Regions from separate parts of the Mus musculus genome. Here region 1 is linked to region 2. Evidence: chromatin contacts called from public promoter capture Hi-C data. All regions are on one chromosome and are shown on one strand. Each heading gives the region's core, a stretch centred on a gene start, on an enhancer-like site or on the middle of the called end of the contact. The rest is flanking DNA. Distances are from core to core; before and after follow the strand shown.

Region 1 (2,765 bases), core at 60-2,559, 5.6 Mb after region 2:
CAAAGTTGCAACAATCCCTTCTAGCCTCATACTACATGTTGTTTCTTTTATTATGTTTATTTTTTAAATTAGGGCAGTGAATTCTAGAAACATGAAAATACTCCACCTGGGGGATCTCTCTCTCTCTCTCTCTTTGTGTGTGAAGATCTACTAAGAATGAATGAGGGAATGCTCTCTGAGACTGCTTCCCCACTCCAGAGCATCAGATGTGCCCCGGAGTCAGGGTGTGATGTGGGCTGCTCACCAGCCTTCCTCATAAACTCCAGGTCTTTATTTTACAAAAAGCTTATTTACAAAGCATTCCCTTACCGAGAAGTTCAGGAAGATGCAATGCTTCCCTAGCTGTAAAGGGAAGGTTTGACTCTTGCCTGGGGATAGGGAGGAGCCTTTCATTAGTAGGAGTAGTAACCTCTTCCCTGCTTTCTTCTTCACACCCTCCCTTTTTGTGAGGCAGGATTTCAGTTTGGCCTGGAACTCGCTATATAGATCAGGCTGGCCTCGGAATCTCGGAGACCCTCCTGCCTCGGCCACCCTAGGGCTGGGGTTAAAGGTGTGCCTTTTAGGTGAGGTACCTGTGTGCACCACCCACCAGACTGGGAGGGAGGCCGGGAGATGTGGTCAGAGCTGCTGGGATTAGACAGTTGTGAGCCGCCTTGTGGGTGCTGCAAACCGACCGCCGGCTCCTCTGGAAGAGCGGTTAGAGCCCTCAACGGCCAGCGCTACACCCCAAGAACTCAGCCTGCCTACAAGTGTCACCCCAGATTTTATTAGAAGCTCCAGGACTTAAAACCTGCGAGGATCTCGAGCCAAAGCAACGCCCGCCTCGTCTGAGCTGCCCTCCTTGGGTCATTGGGACATCGGGACAGGTAAGCAAGCCTGGCTTGCGAGTCAAGCCTCTGCCTCCGCGGTGTGGACATCGGCTCGGCGCTTCAAAAACAAAAAACAAAAAAAAACCGATTTATCGAACTTTCTGCACATGTCTGAGACCTGTCTTTTGAGTATGGCAAGCGCTCAGACGGCCAGACACTTGCTCCACTTACGGCTTCCTTCTACAGGACACCACCTCCCCCGCAAACCACACACACACACTCTCTCTCTCTCTCTCTCTCTCTCTCTCTCTCTCTCTCTCTCTCTCTCTGAGCCGATGCTTCTCCTTCTCTCTGTAGAAGTCCAGGGCTGTGAAAATCCCCACCGACTTCGGGTTTCGAGGGCTCGTCCCGCCTCCGCCCGGAGCGGGAAGGCGTGGGAAGGCCCAAAGAAACTCTGGAGGGGCGGGGCCGCCGCGGCGCGCAGGCGCGCTGCCTCCTCCGCGTGAGTGCGCGCGTTCCGGCGCGTGTCCCCGCGCGGGCTCCGTAGCGCGTGTGCAGCCTGACGCAGCCCCGCGGGCCCTCCTCCCGCTCTGCGGCGGCCGCGCGGAGTTTGGGGCGTGCGGGCGCGGAGCGGGGGGTGGCGGGGGCGAGGAGGCGGCGGCGAGAGGAGGCGGAGGAGCAGCAGGCGCCGCCATGGCCGCCGCGCTCGCCGACATGGCCGACCTGGAGGAGCTCTCCCGCCTCAGCCCGCTGTCCCCCGGCAGCCCCGGGCCCGCGGCGCGCGGCCGGGCCGAGCCGCCGGAGGAAGAGGAGGAGGAGGATGACGAGGAGGCGGAGGCAGAGGCGGTGGCCGCGCTGCTGTTGAACGGGGGAGCGGGCGGCGGCGCGGGGGGCGGCGAGGCGGAGACCATGTCGGAGCCGAGCCCCGAGAGCGCCAGCCAGGCGGGCGGGGACGAGGACGAGGACGAGGAGGACGACGAGGACGAGGGCAGCAGCAGCGGCGGCGCGGAGGAGGAGAGCAGCGCCGAGAGCCTGGTGGGCAGCAGCAGCGGCGGCTGCAGCGGCGACGAGACGCGCTCGCTGAGCCCGGGCGCGGCGAGCAGCAGCAGCGGCGATGGGGACGGGAAGGAGGGCCTGGAGGAGCCCAAGGGACCGCGGGGCGGCCCGGGCGGCCCGGGCAGCAGCGGTGGCGGTAGCAGCAGCAGTAGCGTGGTGTCGAGCGGCGGCGACGAGGGCTACGGCACCGGGGGAGGCGGGAGCAGCGCGACCTCCGGGGGCCGGCGGGGCAGCCTGGAGATGTCGTCCGACGGGGAGCCGCTGAGCCGCATGGACTCGGAGGACAGGTCAGTGCGCCGCCAAGGGGACCCTTCCCGGACCTCGACGAGGGGGACTCAGGGGACTTCTTCCTGATTCGAGGGGACTCTGCGTGGATCCCGTCTAGGGGACTCCTCCCGGACCCCACAGAGGGGACCTAGGGGACTCCTCTTGGACTCCATTGAGCTGACTTCCTTGCCCGATCCCCTCCCATCTCCTGGACCCTTTGGCCCAGCGCGGGGCGGGGGGCGGGGGGGACCCTTCTAGCAGCGATCCCTTGCTCTGTAGATTCCCGGGCTCCGCCGAGGGGACCGAGGGGACTTTCTCGCCGCAGTCCTTTCCGTTTCTTGCTTCTCCTTCCCTGCCCCGCCCGCCTGCCCACCTTGGGAACGGCTTCGCCGGAATCTCCCCTGCCCCAGACTCTGGGACCCCAGACCTGGGGACTTTCTCTCCGGGATCTCCCGCCCCCTGATTCTCAGCCCCTCCCCCCCAGATCTCAACTTGGAAATCCCGGGCGGCCGCCGCGCCCCTCTTGCCGCTGAGCGGCTTCCAACTCCTCACCATCCCCCCTCAACTCTCCTTTCCCCACCCTCCTTTCCTCGGCGCGCGGTTCTCCTTTCGGATCGAAGGACGACTCTGTCC
Region 2 (2,805 bases), core at 123-2,622:
CTTGTGCATTTTATCTTAATTCCCCTCCCTCCACAGGCAATCATCACAAACCTCTTCAAGTGTAGTTTCTGCTTCTCTGTGTTTTAGTAGAAGGTTGTTACATCCATCCATACACACTTGTAATATAACACACATATAATATATATTTGAAACAGGGTCTTACCAAGTAACCCTGACTGTTCTGGAACTTGCTATGTAGACCGGGCAGGCCTCCACTTCACAGAGATTCACCTGCCTCTGTCTCCTGAGTGATGGGATTAAAGGCATGGGCCACCACTCCCAATCTTAGTTATATTATATTTAAATCTATGGCCTTTCCCACAACAGCCTCAGGACTTGGAGCCCTAAATACTCTTAAGGGTATGTTTGACATGCGCTGCGCACATTTTAACAACACACTCTGCCAGAGAAAGGGATACCACGAAGAAAAGCATAGCAGATTGTCTCTAATGCCTCAGTTTCAGAAAGTGTGCCCCACACATTGAGAATGCCAATGCCTCCCCACTAGGGTACACTTGCAGGCACAGGGCATGTAACATACATTGTACCTCACTAGCTTAAGTGGTGGCAGTTCAGATATCTCACGGGTCTCAGGAATTTTGTATTCACAGATCTGCCAGTTTTTTGTTTGTTTGTTTGTTTTTTCGAGACAGGGTTTCAGAAATCTGCCTGCCTCTGCCTCCCAAGCGCTGGGATTAAAGGCGTGTGCCACCACGCTCGGCTCAGATCTGCCAGTCTTGAATAGGTGTCCCCTGAACTCAGAACGGCCTTTCTGGTATCAGTAAGGTCCCAGCTCAAATATCACTGCCTCAGAGACACCTTCTCAGTCTTGCAGCAATCCTGACAATTCTTTCTCCCAAAGCTTTGCTCCCCTATTTTTATGTAGCACTTTTCATAATTCAAAGTGGCCCATTATTACCTATGTATTGTTTGCCTTCTCTTTGCAGTGGAAGTTGATACTGTCCTGCTCTATCATTAGACACCTAGCACAGTCCAAGCATATGGCAGGCTGTCAGTTGTCAAATATATGAAGTAATGAATAAATAGTATCGTGATGTCCATGTGTTTACATTTCTATAGTTAGAAAAGTGATAAGCCAAAGGGAAGACAGCCAAGGCCCTGGAAGGCCGAAGTTGCAGAATGAAATCCTGCCTCAAGAAACCAATTTAAAAAAATAAAAAATAGGGCAGATACCCAAAGGGCAGCAAGAAGGGATCGTCTCAGTTCCTTAGGCACACAGGCTTCCAGCCATTGCTGTTCTTCCAAGTCCCTCCTGTGTGGGGCGCTGCCACGCCAGACCCGCCAGCAGGAGGCGTTCAGAACCTACACTCTAGGAAAGTAATCGCCTACATTTCCCAGCACGCCTTGCGCCTCGGCCCCACTTCCGGAGCCCACGAGCAAGATGGCGGCGGACGAGGAACCCGATTCCCCCTCTGGAGCCCTTCAGACAGCTGCGGAAGAGGAGGAAACGAAAACATTTAAAGACCTGGTGAGAATGGGTGATGCTGGTATTTATTTTGTGATGTTGGCGTTTAGGCTCACCCAGGGTTTGGGTACTTCATATCCCAGCCGGTGGTGTGTAAAAACACCTTGGGGCCTAGCTCATGCTATCTTCAGGCTGTCAGAAACTCGGGGTCTCTTCACGCTCCCTCGGGTGCATTTGCCTTGTAGGATGCCGCTGGGTCGTGAGAGCCCCCGTTTGTTTTTCTCCCCAGTTACTGTAGAGCCTTATGTTATCTAGGGTCACGCGTGACCTCCTTACAAGAGGCAAGTTGTTATGGTGTGCGCCTCACTTTATACACGTGAGGCACTTGGTAGAATAATAGCTAGCCACTGGTCGGAACTGATTTGACGGGTTAAATGAGATAATACATGCAAAGAGTTGACAGCAGCCCCTGGTGAAGAGAAATTGTCTCAAGGCGCTGTCCCATAGTGTTCATATAAAGCAGGGTCTGAGATGTACAGTTATGTAAAGTGCAAAGGGCTACGTATCACCAGGAGGATGGCTCTGATAAAGGTGAGGATGTATTCTTTGCTAAAGTATGGTTTTCTGAATTCAAAGGGTGTTACGGATGTATTGTGTGAAGCTTGTGACCAGTTGGGATGGGCAAAGCCCACCAAGATCCAGATCGAAGCTATTCCTTTGGCCTTGCAAGGTAGGTTGGAATTAAATATGCAGGCTAGTACAGAGCCAGTGTGGCATTATATTCAGTTTTTGTGTTGCTTCTAAGAGCTATTGCTGTCAAATTCCAAGTGAAATAAAGATATAATCTCTCCCTGGGTATGGCAGGACTACTTGAGTTCTTAACACCGAGGAGGCAGAGACCTTGCTTCAAATAAATATAAAGCCAGGTGTGATCACGGTGGCACAAGCCTGTACCATTTGGGAGGTAGACACTGACGTTAATGAATGGTGGGACGACAGTTTTAAACCCCTAGAGCACTCTACTGTCTGAATTTGCATGGCAGATCCTGACTGTTAGCTCTAAGAGATGAGAATTAAGAATCCATACAATGGACCATCAAGAGACCCATAATTAGCCTCCAAACGATGACACCATTGCATACACTAGCAAGCGTTTGGTGCAAGGACCGTGATATAGCCGTCTCTTGTGAGACTATGCCGGGGCCTAGCAAACACATAGGTGGATGCTCAGAGTCAGCTATTGGATGGATCACAGGACCCCCAATGGAGGAGCTAGAGAAAGTATACAAGGAGCTAAAGAGATCTGCAACCCTGTAGGTGCAACATTATGAACTAACCAGTACCCCGGAGCTCTTGACTCTAGCTGCATATGTATCAAA

What was found. Promoter capture Hi-C pulls out the DNA fragments that hold promoters and counts their contacts.
Region 1: a contact with region 2 is called in a promoter capture Hi-C map of pre-B cells. The contact joins the promoter of Aebp2 here to the promoter of Ddx47 in region 2.

Annotation. Positions count from the first base shown.
Region 1 is chr6:140,622,193-140,624,957 of GRCm38.p6, forward strand. Aebp2 (AE binding protein 2) reads left to right here and starts at 1,310. Exons shown (of 8, transcript NM_001005605.2): 1 at 1,310-2,152. The coding sequence starts at 1,503.
Region 2 is chr6:135,010,240-135,013,044 of GRCm38.p6, forward strand. It overlaps Ddx47 (DEAD box helicase 47), which reads left to right and starts at 1,373. Exons shown (of 12, transcript NM_026360.3): 1 at 1,373-1,489; 2 at 2,063-2,156. The coding sequence starts at 1,403.